3 separate regions of the Pan troglodytes genome follow, and all the other regions are linked to region 3. The links are chromatin contacts, called in public capture Hi-C maps. All regions are on one chromosome and are shown on one strand. The core of a region is the stretch at or near the end of the contact, and the rest is flanking DNA. Distances in the headings are between cores, read along the strand shown.

Evidence for each region. Capture Hi-C pulls out chosen DNA fragments and counts their contacts.
Region 1: a capture Hi-C map of stem cell-derived neural stem cells shows a contact between it and region 3, with 3 times the contacts expected there. The contact joins two enhancer-like sites. A contact is called at or near these places in 1 of 1 datasets of contacts at active chromatin or transcription factors (stem cell-derived excitatory neurons) and 1 of 1 other capture datasets (stem cell-derived neural stem cells).
Region 2: a contact with region 3 is called in a capture Hi-C map of stem cell-derived neural stem cells, with 4 times the contacts expected there. The contact joins two enhancer-like sites. A contact is called at or near these places in 4 of 7 Hi-C or Micro-C datasets (blood, induced pluripotent stem cells and stem cell-derived neural progenitor cells) and 1 of 1 other capture datasets (stem cell-derived neural stem cells).

What each region holds. Positions count from the first base shown.
Region 1 is chr2:162,950,855-162,955,656 of NHGRI_mPanTro3-v2.0_pri, reverse strand. It overlaps a transcript of SCHIP1 not described here. Among named protein-coding and RNA genes, the nearest start is that of SCHIP1, 64 kb to the left of the region's middle. Within about 2 kb of position 1,751, at least 13 of the 24 cell types and tissues checked have an H3K27ac peak or open chromatin away from gene starts, as enhancers often do. A contact at or near this core is called in stem cell-derived neural stem cells, where this site is marked.
Region 2 is chr2:162,994,221-162,998,924 of NHGRI_mPanTro3-v2.0_pri, reverse strand. It overlaps a transcript of SCHIP1 not described here. Among named protein-coding and RNA genes, the nearest start is that of SCHIP1, 21 kb to the left of the region's middle. Within about 2 kb of position 2,349, at least 3 of the 24 cell types and tissues checked have an H3K27ac peak or open chromatin away from gene starts, as enhancers often do. A contact at or near this core is called in stem cell-derived neural stem cells, where this site is marked.
Region 3 is chr2:163,179,875-163,184,290 of NHGRI_mPanTro3-v2.0_pri, reverse strand. No RefSeq gene overlaps it. Among named protein-coding and RNA genes, the nearest start is that of IL12A, 17 kb to the right of the region's middle. Within about 2 kb of position 2,085, at least 2 of the 24 cell types and tissues checked have an H3K27ac peak or open chromatin away from gene starts, as enhancers often do. A contact at or near this core is called in stem cell-derived neural stem cells, where this site is marked.

The DNA of each region.
Region 1 (4,802 bases), core at 502-3,001, 230 kb after region 3:
AGTGGGTCTTATTTTTTTCCTTTGGATGTTATTATTTCTCATTATTTTAAGCATTGAAAGGAGAAAAAAAAGCTACTCTGGTGTCAGTAAATAAGAGCAACACTCCTTCATGGGTTTTCCTCCTTAAGATTCCTTACTTCTACAATCTCACCAGACCTCTTGGCAAATGGTCCCACCTTGCCCCAACTTATCCTCATTTCAGGTAAGACATTTAGCCTCTTTGGATCTCCGTTTTCTCATATGAAAAGTGAGGAGGTTGGATTAGGAGCAAGATGGGTAACTGGTAGCCTAGGGGCAGTATTCTGGACAGCAGATATTTGTTAGTCTCACAAATGTATATGTATGTTTAAAGTTGTTTGCCAATATGTAATAGTCAAGATAGTTCTCATAACATCTCAGGCTTGGATGTTGGGCTTCTCCTGACACATCAGAACACTGATATCATGTTCAGGCATGGCACGAAGTCAGGTAGCAAGTGACAGCAGCTGCCCCTTTACCCTTGGGACATACCTTCCAGGACACCATGGTCCTCTCCCACTGGGCCCACTGCTCCAATGGGTTATCTATGTGACCTCTGGAAGCATCCGAGTTTACCACCCTTGCTCTGGACTCCCTCTTGGCTCTAATATTCTCATTCCCAGTGTGATTGTTTACTAAACAAAGAGAGCTTTAATTTGGCTTTCAGCACACTGGAACTCTATAGGGGTTTTAGTCACGTGTTAGTACAGACACAACTGTTCATCTGCTTTGTTTAGAGTTTCTATATGAGACACAAGAAAAATAAATCTAATATTTAGATCACTATACCACAGTAGAGCAGGTATTCAAAATGTTTTAAAGTTACTGCTGCCTAAAGTTGTTCTTCTAGAATGAGCTCTTATTTTAAACGCTATTTGGGTCAGATGATGGGGTCACTGTAAGATGGATAACAACTCTAACAGATTACTGGTTATACAATTCGAGTGTTCAAAAATAAAATGCCAGTGGTCTACTCTCTTACTCCTTGCCAAACCAATTTTAGAGTGGAAACAAAAAGGACAGAGCACTGGGCAACCCACTCGGGTCCCCTTCCACACTGTGGAAGCTTTGTTCTTTCGCTCTTCACAATAAATCTTCCAAAAAAAAAAAAGACAGAACACTTAAGATGTAGTTGTTCAAAATAAAATGTCAGACTAGGTCAAAATGGACCAAAAATTATGTAAGACTGCATAAAGAAAAAAAATTGTCTGCAATTTTCATTAAGTAGGGTAATTTTTAGCTACTGGTGTCATGAAGAGAAAAACAGGCGACTGAATTGGTTCTGAAACTATTTGAAAACATGTTATTTTTATGAGTGTAGATTAGCCTTTAGGTTCTTTTCTAAGATGATACTGTACCAGTTTCCTAGATGTTCAGACTCCTTTTATTTTGGAAATAAGTTTAACACTAATCTTTCTTTAGGTGGGGAAAAGAGGTAAAAGCTATTATGCTGCTGGACTTGACATTAAAAACACCCTGGCTTTTCAGAGCACAGCAGCTTTTCTGCTTTTGTTTTTATTTTTTAGTACTCTAACCTCAAATCTAAATTTACAACACTGCCGGAGATCTTAGGAATTATGAGGAAATTACCTCATTCCCTTTAAACTTTTTCAGAAAGCAAAGTTCTCTCCATATATGGCAAACCAAGAAGGAAGCAGAATCAAGTTACATTCATTTAGGAGCTGCCAGGACTTACCAATTGTTTTGTTCCAGGCACGCCTACAACCCACGTGTGAGCAGGCCAACCCTGGCACAGCTGGGTGGCTAGGGAGTGCCTGCCCTCATCTCGCCAACATCAAACAGTACAAGAGTGGGCCTGGCAGGGGGTCCTGGCCACCAGAGGCACCCTGTGCTAGATGAGCCACTTTCTTAGGGACTTTGAATTGGTAACCTGCACAGGAGAGAAAGGCGAAACAGGCAGGCTGAGGACCACAGTGGGGAGATCTCAGAGGAGGAAGCAAGGGGTGTGTGCTGCTGAGGGGCAGCAGCATGACCCAATCAGCTGGGGTATGCCCAGGGAGGCACAGACAGACCATCTGCTGTCTGCAGGCCTGGCTGGGAGGCTGCAGAGGGTTTCTGCCCTTTCCCAAGCATCCTGAAAAGCAGCTCCATCAACCTGTGGCAAATGGAGAATCACCTGCCTCTGCACCTGGAAAAGCCCAACCCCTACACACTTTCCTGATAGAAGCTTTTTGTAATACTTTGTAAAACAAAAACAAAAAACTAACTCTGTGAATAACTAAGACATTTATTTCTATATGGCAGAGTTTTGAAGAGATCAATCATCTCAGACATGGGCAATAAAACCCTCTTGAATTGATGAATTTGCAGAAATCAGCTGCAGACTAATGCACTGCTTCTTGGAATCCATAAAAATTGAAGCTTTTTGTTTGGGTCTACTATGCTAATATCCCAAGGAAGAAAGATGCCCAGTCACTTTCATGAACCATAAATACTAAGAAGAGACTCTGAGAAATGGAAGAAAAAAAAAGAAAAAAAAATGATTAATGTGATATTGCTGATGATGGATAAGCCAAAGAGGTTATTTGATTACACATAAATATGAAATGTTTGGGTGGAGATACAGAGGCATCAGTAAAATGTACAGATACAAGTGGCAATAATCGGAAAACCTGATACACAAAATCAGACTAAGAAAGTTGGTAACTTTAGCTTTCAGTAAGTTTGGCTTTAATACAACCTCATATTGGTTAGAGGAAGCAAAAAAATGGGTTTACAAGTACCTTTTAAAAAACTGTCAACCTGGGGCTGAACAAAACACTGGTTGGGATCATTCCTACCACCTGGGCTTTTCCTAGCCTAAACATCATCTTTTGAACTACCTACACTTTATGGGAAATACACCACAAGAGTAGGGAAAAAATGAAAATAACATAAAATGATGCAAATATTGAAAAATCGGTCAGTGGAGAGAAAAAATTAGATTAAGTATATGCATAAATGAGAACAGATAAAGACAAGTGATAAGGATCAGTGGAGAACATGCTTGACATAATTATTTAACAGATATATATAAAGGGCAACAATTACTTTTTATTTTATTATTTTTTTATCTTCCATTTTCAGAAGACAGGAAGATAATTATTCACAAAAAGGAAGTAGTAGCCAAAACTAAGACAAAACAAACACACAGACAACAAAAAGAAGCAAGACCATCTGAGAAACAAGGAGAGCTCTTGCAGATTTTAAGAGAGACTTGGTAAGTGAAGGAGAATGAGTATTACAACTATCCTGGATATGAAACAAATAATTAAGGACAGTTCAGCCCTACAAATTTAACTGGGGAAATACACAAATAAAAATCCAAATGTATTTCCCTGTCCTTATATTCATTTTTCTATTTCTTGCTCTCACCAAGGAACACTCAAAAACACTACAAATCAGCAAGCCTTTTAAATTCTAAGTACAAGTAAGTGGCATACAAGTCAGAATAAGAAGTTCTCACACATATTCTAACTACGCCAGGCATCTTAATCTAGACTATTTTATGGGCTGCTTCTGAACCCCACAAATACTTTTCCTACTAGCCTTTTCTTGGTTTTGTTATTTCTCCTTTTGGAGGGTACTCTTTAGATAGAACAAAATCTGTCTTCACTTGTGGGGTGAGCCACACAGAGATCTTCTCTCCGCTAGCTTTCTATCATCCAGGGAGAGCACTGTTCTGTTGCTAGAAATATACACAGTGATGAGCTGAAGTTTAAAAGGAAGAAAGCAATTTTACAATTGTTCTGACAACATAGGTTTAAAAAAAGAAAAAAATCAACAAAATGAAATCTTTTCTATCAAATGATAAAAATTAGAATCTACTTCCAGTTTTGGAAGCTCTTAAATTATGAAACTGGATCTGTACTCCAAATTAAATTTGGGGAACACCCATTCATTTTTAAAAGAAAAAAAAACAATTTAAAAAGGTGGCATCTGCTGAAGCACTGAAGTGGGGGCACAGGTCATTAAAAGTGGGAATTAGGAGTCGGGTGACTTGAGGCTGGGTCAGGCTTGGGCTGAGGAAATTGGGTGAAGATGTGTAATCTTCACAGACCTCAGTTTCCTCCTTTGAAAATAGCATTTGATGAGATGATCTCCCAGAATCCCTGTCTATCTCTAAAATCCTATTACCCTTCTATTGAAAATGCTCAATTTCACAATTGACACTTGAATTTCTACAAAGGTTTAGTGCAAAATAGTCTCCCTGTGACAGCAGAAAGTGCATTTGTGCTGAGAGCACAGGGAGCATCAAGCAACTAAGGAAAAGCACCCGCAAACGCCCTTTTCATTAAAACACTAAGGACCGATTTTCAAAAGTAAGAAAACAAGACCATTCATCTCTTCAGCGACAGAGGTCCAGAAATAAAAACAAATTTCTATTTTAAAATGCAAATGTAGGCCGGGCGCAGTGGCTCACGCCTGTAATCCCAGCACTTTGGGAGGCTGAGGCAGGCGGATCACTTGAGGACAGGAGTTTGAGACTAGCCTGGCCAACAGAGTGAAATCCCGTCTCTAGTAAAAATACAAAAATTAGCCGGGCATGGTGGCTGGCACCTGTAGTCCCAGCTACTCAGGAGGCTGAGGCAGGAGAATCACTTGAACCCGGGAGGCGGAGTTTGCAGTGAGCTGAGATTGCGCCACTGTACTCCAGCCTAGGTGACAGAGCAAGATTCCGTCTCAAAAAATAAATAAATAAATAAAATGCAAATGCAATATCACAGCATTTGGATAAGCTTTTAAGAAAGGACCTGGAATTACTACTTTAGCACTAATAAGAA
Region 2 (4,704 bases), core at 1,100-3,599, 190 kb after region 3:
TCCTTAGAGTTCTTCTCAATCTAAACTCACTTTCTGGGTAAGGTCATCCATTTTCTTGGCTAGTCACTTGTACCTCTAGCCTAGACCTTCTTCTGAACTCCAGACTCCTTTATCCAACCACCTACTGCTCATTTCCACTTGCATATTTAACAAGTATCTTAAAGGTATCATGCCTAAAAAATAAACTACTGATCTCTCTCAACCCTGACCTCCTAACACTCTTGCACCCACAATCTTCTTTTCTTACTTTTCTTCAGATTTCAGTTACTTTACTTCCCACTCCTATAAACTAAAATTCATTTCATTTCAGACAGACTGAAAGTTAAATATTTTAAAGTATTCTATACCATATTGATAAACTCATTTGAAAATACATACATATATATTTTTCTTTAAGGACCTGTGTGTAATCATAATTTGTAGAAATTTTAATCATTTCATCTCACAGGAAGAAATTATAATTTCAAGTGTTTAGGCTTAGTGTCTGATTTATCCTTAAGTGGAATAAGTTCCTAATACTTATTTTGATTAAGGTAGGGTTGTGGGGGCTGGAGGTGGGTTGTAAAAACACCTTTATTCTAGAATTGGTTCTGCTCCTTTACCCCCCAAATCACTTTAAACTACAGAATTAACTTTAGGGTTGCTCTTTTGGGGCCATAGAAGTCTTTTTTTCAGAATGTTCATCAGGAGTTTGGTCAGAGGGGTGGGAAGAGCCAACAGCAGAGTTCTCCTGGTTGCCAGGTGTGTGAGCCTTGTAACCTTGTACAGCTTTCATTCAAGTCTATGTGATCCCCCCAAAAAACTGCCAGAAATATCTGGCCAATCCCAACCAAGATCAACTGGCTCTGGGAGACATGGCTCCCAGGATCTGGTTACCTGAGCCATCTGGCCTGTGGCTGGGAATATCATGCAGGAATGAGCTGGGGGCTAACCCTCATCCTCTGAGGGCTACGCCTCACCTAAGGGTGACAGGAAGATGGAAGCACCTGCAGAAGAATCTGTGGAAGGCCCCAGGCACCAGCTCAGCCACCTGGTGGCTTCCCTTAGGCTACTGGCCTGCAGTACAAAGAATGGAAGTCAGTCCTAGATACACTGCCTGGTCTAGAGTCAGGGCTGAATCAAGAGGACAAACTATTATTATCTCTACACTTTCCAGTCCCCATAAATTCCTTTGAAAAGTAAAGATTTCTCTGCTATGAAAACATTCCTTATGAAGCAGTTTAGGGAAGGGGAAATGTTTTTTTAACTGGAGCCACTGGTGACCGGAACATGCAAGTGACAGTCAAGCAGATAAAGAGCAGTGCCATTTACTTTTAGTAGTGATGCTGGGCTTTTTTCTTTCTGTTTTTGTTTTGTTTTGTTTTTTGCCTCAGAAGATTTACATATATGGGTTGGGGAAGGTAGGTGGTTTTAAAATACGTCCCTAAATTCTTTGATATTCTTCCCTTGAAAAGGAGAGCTTAATTCCCTTAAGTGTGGGCTGGATATAGTGACTTTATTCTACAGAAACAAAAAGCAGAAGTGACATACCTGCTACCACAGAGGCTAGGTCAAAAGACGCACAGCAGCTTCATCCATCCATCTCTTTCTTCCTCTCTCTCTCTCCCCCAAGCTCCCACACTCTTTCTTTCTCTCTGATCACCAGCACTGGGGGAAGTTATCTGCCATGTCATGAAAACACACAAACAGCCCATGGAGAGGGCCACGTGGTGAGGAATTGAGGGCTCCAGCCTCCAGTCATGTGAATGAGGAGGACCCTCCAGCAGCTCCAGTCAAGCTTTCAGATGACTGCAGCCCCAATGCACATTCTGCCTAAAGTGTCATGAGAAATTCTGTGCCACAAACACCAGCTAAGCAGCTCTGGGATTCCTGATGATCAGAAATTGTGAGATAGTAAATGTCTGTTTTTTTAAACTGTAGTAAACTATTATTTATACAGCAATAGACAACTAAGACAGAGGGTAAGGACCACACAGTTAATTTTTTTTCAATTAAAATTAAGAACTTGGAATATATAATTTTGTTAATCTACAAAAGCCAAATGCTGTCAAAAAGGAAAAGGACCTGTGATATGACCACGGACTAGAGCAGGGCCTCCATGCTGGACACAGCTGACCTTTGCTCTGTGACCTTGGACAGGCTGCTCCAGCAAGTGCTGCTTGCAGTATGAAGGCTGCATAAGATCAGGATTGCAAAGCCCCTGGCACAGCTCCTGGTGCTGATGACAGACAGCATGCTGGTGGCAGGGGCAGTGGTTCCCTGCCCCAGGCTTCCCTACGGTCACACAAAGGCTCTGCTGCGGGCAGGTGGCCCCACTGGCCCTGCAGATTCCCAGGCAGTGCTCTACCACGGCTCCACACTGCCCCTTCCTGGGGAGGATGACACAAAGCTGAGGTGATTAGTAAATCCTCAGAGGGGAGGTAGAGGAGAGAAGCTGGTGACAAAATGTCAGGAGGTTTCCAAGTGATCAATGCTGCACTTTGCCTGCTCTTTTCTACTTTGAATCTCAGAGTGTTATTGTCCCCACTTTAAAGTCTACCCAACTATTTGTTTACAGCTTTTCAACCACTTTCTCTCCCCAGAACTTTAGCATTAGGCACAGCACTCTGGGGCCATACGATAAGAGCATAGAAGGTGCTACTTTGGTGTAAAATGCCTTCTTCATCTACATCATTTGAGGATGCATGAAATTTCCACACCACAGCAGCTTACTCCTCGATCCACACTCCTGTCCTGCTTGGGTGTAAGATATGCTGGCTTTGTGAACACTCCTTGGCTGATTATTGCGGAGAGGGCTGTTGTCTGACTTGAGGGTCTACCTCTAGGCTTCAGTCTACTGCAGCTGCTGATGGCCTGTCTCACCATTGGATAAATAAAAGGGGACTGCATGTTTATTTTTAAGTTTGGGTTTTGGGCTGTAGCACACTGTAGGTGGATATGTGTAAAAAGGAAAATCAAAACAATGAGGGCCCTAGGGAGGGTCTGGGAAACCTACTTTATTCCCAAGGCTGTTCAAACCAAGGCTTAGACTTAGAGCCTGTGACTGGCGGGTCTTGCACACAGTAAGAATACAGTGACAAAAGCACAATGAGGAATTTCACCAGAAGGTAACAGGTTACACTCCATTCCTTCTCTGTTGTCAGAAACAAAACAAAACAAAACAAAACAAAAACTCTAGCTGAAAAGAAGTATTAATCTAGTCAGTACTTTGCCAAAGGGTCCCATGGGTTAACTTTAATCTAATCTAATTAGTAGAAGAAAGTATTCTTTTTTTTTAGTAATCCATGAAGAAAAACAAGCCAAAGTTCAGGCATTTTAAAAAGTCAGCTACAGAGGTACAGATACGGGCAAACACCCAGAGTGGCCACACAAAAGTGAGGAAACTGCTTTAAACCCAGCTAAGCACTCTAAGTGGTTCTCTTTCATTGGAAACCAGATGCAATTCAGTGTCCAGGTTGCTTTGTACCACACTGAAGTCATTAGAATCTGCTCAGTGCTGCTGTCATTGACAATGCACCTCTCCTCGACCCCGCCACCCGCAGCCCGCCACCCCACCCCATTGCTTGCTTTTCTCCTTCAGACTTCACCAGCCACGCAAAGCAATCATTCTTAGTCTGCAAAAGAAAATTCTTTACCTAAGTATTGGTTATATTTCTGATGTTGATGGGTCACTATTAGCTTAGTTTTATTCATCATTAGGTATTTAATTCCTTCATTTAATCCACGCATATTTATTAAGCGCTTGAGATAAATGCAGGCATGGTAACAGGCTCAAGGAATACAGAGATAAGACACAGTCCCAGCCTTAAGGCAAAGATAGACACATAAACAAAGAATTATACTATATATCATATTTATATTATTTATTTATAGCACAATATATATAATTGGTTAGGGCTCTAATCAAGCCTGGGGGTCAGGAAAGATTTTCTGGAGTGGGTGATGTCTGAGCTCTGCGTTTCAGTGATGAGTAGGAATTAACTGAGCAAGAAAGAGATAGAGTGGACAAAACATTTCAGGCAAAGGGTACCACAAAAACAAAGGCATGGAAGCTAGAGACAGCATGAGTTAGGCAGGTCAGCAGACTGGTTTTGTTAGAGTACAAGGGAGTGGTAAGAAATGAGACCAGAGGTCAGCAGGGCTGATACAGGAGTTATGTAATGCTGAATTTATGTTAGGCTTTACCCTGAGGAAGTCATTACAGTGTTTGAGAATGAGACACACTTGAATAGGCAGTCAGGTAGGTAGATTAGGGGAGGAGCTTAAAGAGTACAGGATCAGAGGCAGAGGCTGGGCTGGCTCCCCTCTGTAATCCCAGCACTTTGGGAGGCTGAGGCAGGAGGATCACTTGAAGCCAAGAGTTTGAGACCAGCCTGGGCAACAAAGCAAGACCCCCATCTCTATGAAAATTAATTTTTAAAAAGCCAGGTGCTGTGGTGTTTGCCTGTAGTCTTAGCTACTTTGGAAGCCAAAGCAAGAGGATCCCTTGAGTCCAGGAGTTTGAGGCTGCAGTGAGCCATGACTGCACCACGGCACTTCAGCTTGGGTGTCAGGGCAAGATCCATCTCAAAAATGGATAAATAAAATACATTTTAAAAAAGGACCAGAGACAGGCCGCACAGTGGCTCACACCTGTAATCCCAGCACTTTGAGAAGCTGAGGCAGGTGGATCACTTGAAGTCAGGAGTTCAAGACCAGCCTGGC
Region 3 (4,416 bases), core at 836-3,335:
GAGCTATCTGGAATGGTCCCAGTACTGGAGCTCCTGTCCCTGTGGAGTTAGGGTGCACACACTCCCAGCATGTGGATGTATTTGCAAACCTGGAACCTCTCTGAACCCTGTCCTTTTGGTTTTATAGAAGCTTTAATTTGTAGGCATGATTGATTACATCACTGGCCGTTGGTGATCGACTCCATTTTCAGCCTCCTCCCTATCTGCTGGTTATGGGGTGGAGCTGAAAATCCTAACTTTCCAATCCAGCCTTGGTTTTTACTGTGACACACTCCCAACCTGAAGCTATCCAGGGGCCCTCAGCTACCAGTCACCTCATTAACATATAAAGGATTATATGCTAATTATATAGTATATGTTATTATGTTATATAATAATATAATATATATATCTATAATTACATGCTATATTATACATGCTATCTAGTAATATAGTTAGCATACACTCCTTTATATGCTAATATATAATTATGCTATATAATTAGCGTATACACTCTAAACACTCATTAGATTCCAAGGATTTTAGGAGCTTTATGCCAGGAAAAGATAAGGAAGACCAAATGTATATTTCACAAAAATCACACCTTCTAAGTGTATGACACTTTCTAAGAAATTAGCAGACATTACAAATCAGATATAAAACAGATATTACCATCCCATGAGGCTTTTTTTTGAAATGTGCATTTCCCCCTAAAACCAGGAAGTGGCATAATGGAGATCAGAGCTCAGATCTCTTGCTTTTCTCCTTAGTGGTCACTGAGGTCACTAAGTGTCTTGGTGTGCCACTAACATTTAGATAAAGACAGGTGTGTAAGACCAAAGCTGTATGTTTCTCTTTTTAAGCCACTTGAATTATTTTTGGTGTCTGAATTTTTCAAAATTCCAACCTAATTTGTGCTGTCTTCAAAACAGTCTTATTATTGGAACTATCACTGTGAATGAACATTATACTCTAACAGTGGTATGTTATATGAAATGGTACCATTTTGTCCTTAAAATTGGTTGGAAAACAGTGATTGGGGAGCATTTAAATATATTTTAAAAGTGAGAGAAGTAACAATTAATGCTATACTTTTTTAATAAGGAGAGTATATTTTCATTGTAAGTATCTATTAATGATTGAAATGTTCAGAGGAACTACTGAATTCATCATCTGTGTTTAGATGAAGCAAAGACGAAACCCCCTTAACAGTTACTCAGTTTTTTGATTACCCTTGCTGGCGACTTGAGGAAAGAGTGGATAAAAACTGCCACTGCCAGCTGGGTGCGGTGGCTCACTCCTGTAATCCCAGCATTTTGGAAGGCCAAGGCGGGCGGATCATGAGGTCAGGAGTTCGAGGCCAGCCTGGCCAATATGGCGAAACCCTGTCTCTACTAAAAATACAAAAATTAGCTGGGCATGGTGGCAGGCGCCTGTAATCCTAGCTATTTGGGAGGTTGAGGCAGGAGAATCGCTTGAACCCGGGAGGCGGAGGTTGTAGTGAGCTGAGATTGTGCCATTGCAAACAAAACAAAACAAAACAAAACCTGCCACTGCCAATCTGGAGTTGGAGTTATCAAAACTGATGATATCTGGAAGAGGGCAGAAGATGTTACCATCTGCAAGTTTAGGGTGCTGAAGAAGTGGCAAGAAAAGGATCAGAGCCTTGCCACAGCCCAGAATTTATGTAAGTGCTTGAAAGACATCATCTCTCTTGAAGTCCAAGATGTGTTGGAAGGTGAGCAGAAAATTATCTTAGTTATTTGTCTGGAATCAAGCTGTGTCTTTGGGAATAGCTATAGAACATGTGGCTTGGTTATTTATAAGCTTGGGTTCAGAGAGTTAATGCAAATGCAAAAGCAAGCAAGGGGCTGCTGTCCTCTTAGTAAGGATGGTGTGTGCAGCTGAGTCAGAGGAAGGGTTGGAAGCCCAGCCCCAGTGCTGCCCTAGCTTTGGGACTGTAAGTAAAGTCTCAACCTAACTTGAAGCCTCTCTGTTCCCATCTGTGAAGTGGGTTCAGACCCTCCTATGTCCTGGGCTGTGGGGAGAATGAAAGGAGACCATGCATGTCAAGATCCAGGCAGGTGGTCTGCCTCAGTAAGGGAGCAGTCATGTCACCCTGGTACTTAAGGCAGGGCTGGTAGCATTGAGCCTTCTGGGCCTTCTGTGGCACTGAAGCAGGGGTCATGGGGGCCACTGGGTGGCGCCAGCAATATTCAACCAGCAAAGAGGGCAAGGGAGAAAGCAGAGCCCAGGGAGGGCTGGAGGGGATCGTTCCTGGTGTTGATCCAGAAAACCACAGGGTTCCTTGTCTTGGTTTTCAAGCACTTCTCATTTTGTATGTGTGTGGATGGATGTAGCACATTGTCATAACTGAGCTCAAATCAATTCAAGACTTTGATTATTATATGTTGTTACTACAACGAATATAGTGTTTTTTTTTCTAAGAATCCTCAGTAATTCAGAGAGAGTTTTTATTTAAAATTCTATTTAGATTTTTTTATTCCTGGCCGGGCGCGGTGGCTCATGCCTGTAATCCCAGCACTTTGGAAGGCCGAGGCGGGCAGACCACGAGGTCAGGAGATCAAGACCATCCTGGCCAACATGGTGAAACCCCGTCTCTACTAAAAATACAAAAATTAGCTGGGCATGGTGGCATGTGCCTGTAATCCCAGCTACTCAGGAGGCTGAGGCAGGAGAATCGCTTGAACCAGGGAGTCAGAAGTTGCAGTGAGCCGATATCATGCCACCACACTCCAGCCTGATGACAGAGCGAGGCTCCGTCTCAAAAAAAAAAAAGTACGTAAACACCCCAGAAGGTTATATCAGAAGTCAAAGTACTATGATCTGTCTGCATGCTTTTCAGACATGGTGAGCGAGCGTTCTGAACCCCCGGGCCCACTTTGCCTGGAGGACCACTGAGGTTTTCTACTCTCTAGTCTTGGGGTGCTGAAGCCTCAAGAGATTAGAAACAAATGCAATTCTCTCCCACCTAGCAATTTGGGATGCAAGCTCAAAGGTGAGCTCCTCATCCCCTGGAGAAGTACAACTGGCCAAACACTACTTTTCTTGGACTTTCACGGTGGAATTATTTACTTTTCACGGGGAAGAATGCTACTCAGAGATAGCTTTCACAGAACCAAGGGAAAGCTGTCTTCTTTTCTTGAAAAAGACTTGCCTCAGGAAATAATGAGTCTCATTGGCTCCTGCTAATTGGTGAAATGGTTTTTTTTTTTTTTTTTTTTTTTTGGTCTGTGTAGATATTGTCACTACTTCAGCATCATGAGTGTCGTGGGTGATTAATATTCTGGATATATTTTACATTATTTGATCCATAAATTCATAAATCATGGACGATGAGAAGAAAAGGAAGTCTGCTTTTTGACACTGCTCTTCTTGGTATTATTTACTTACAGGTCCTGTTTTAAAGCATCCTATTCCTTGGTTGTCATTCCTTTGGCTCTTTGGCAATAGTTGGTTTTGATCCCAGCTCTTTGGCTCCTGGGCCAAGGCTGAGTGAGTGCCAGCCAGGGTAAACCAATTCACCAGGTGTTCACACAGGTTCAGGACAACCTGCATTGTCCCCACAGCCCTTTTGCCACAGGAATAATTATGGTTTTCTCCCTTCCAAGGATGGGAAGGTGTGTTTTTATTTAAAACCAGGCAGATTCCTAATACTTCCTCATTTGTGCATTTCTCTTGACAAAGGATTTTTCTGCACATAATGACTCTCATTTGGTCCTTTTGCTGTATTCCTTTAGGGGAAAAGTTTCCTCCCGCTGCTTTTTCATGAGAAAGCACGCTTCACTCCATTCTCTAAAGAGAACACAGCAGTTGCTGAATTTTTAATGTGTTCCCATGAGAATCTGGTTTCCAGCAGTCAGCCTAGGCCACTACCCGTTTTCTGGAAGTCCTTCTTAGGGTGAACCAGCACACTGCCTGCTGAAGAGCTTGATCCCAGGGATTCACTGCTGGAATCATGTGTTTTTGGTTGACAGGTGTTCTCAGCCTCCCTGTCTATATGTCAGGATTTGAGAAGTCCTGATCATGGCTCTGCAGCCGCTGATGCTAACACGGAGGCCCTGGGGTTAAATTCTAGGCTCTGAGTTTTGAGATTTCTCCTGCTTCTTAAGTGAGACCTCCATTTCCACCCTGGAGCCCACTGTAGATTTAGACCTAATTTGTTCCAGTCCTGATGTAAGTCCTCAGTTAGGAAGTCTAGAGTTAGTCAGCCACCTTTATTCTTTGCAATCCCATTCTTGCTGTTTTCTGTAACCTCTAGCGCAAGTTTCCTTTTCAGAAGGGAAGACGCTCTATGCATTTATAGCAGTGTTTTCTTTTCGAGCAAGCCTGGAAATCAACAGGTGGTTCCATTATAAAAACAACTGGAGAGAGGGGCTTAGAGTAATTCAGCCAGTTTTCATTTTTCCTTACCCA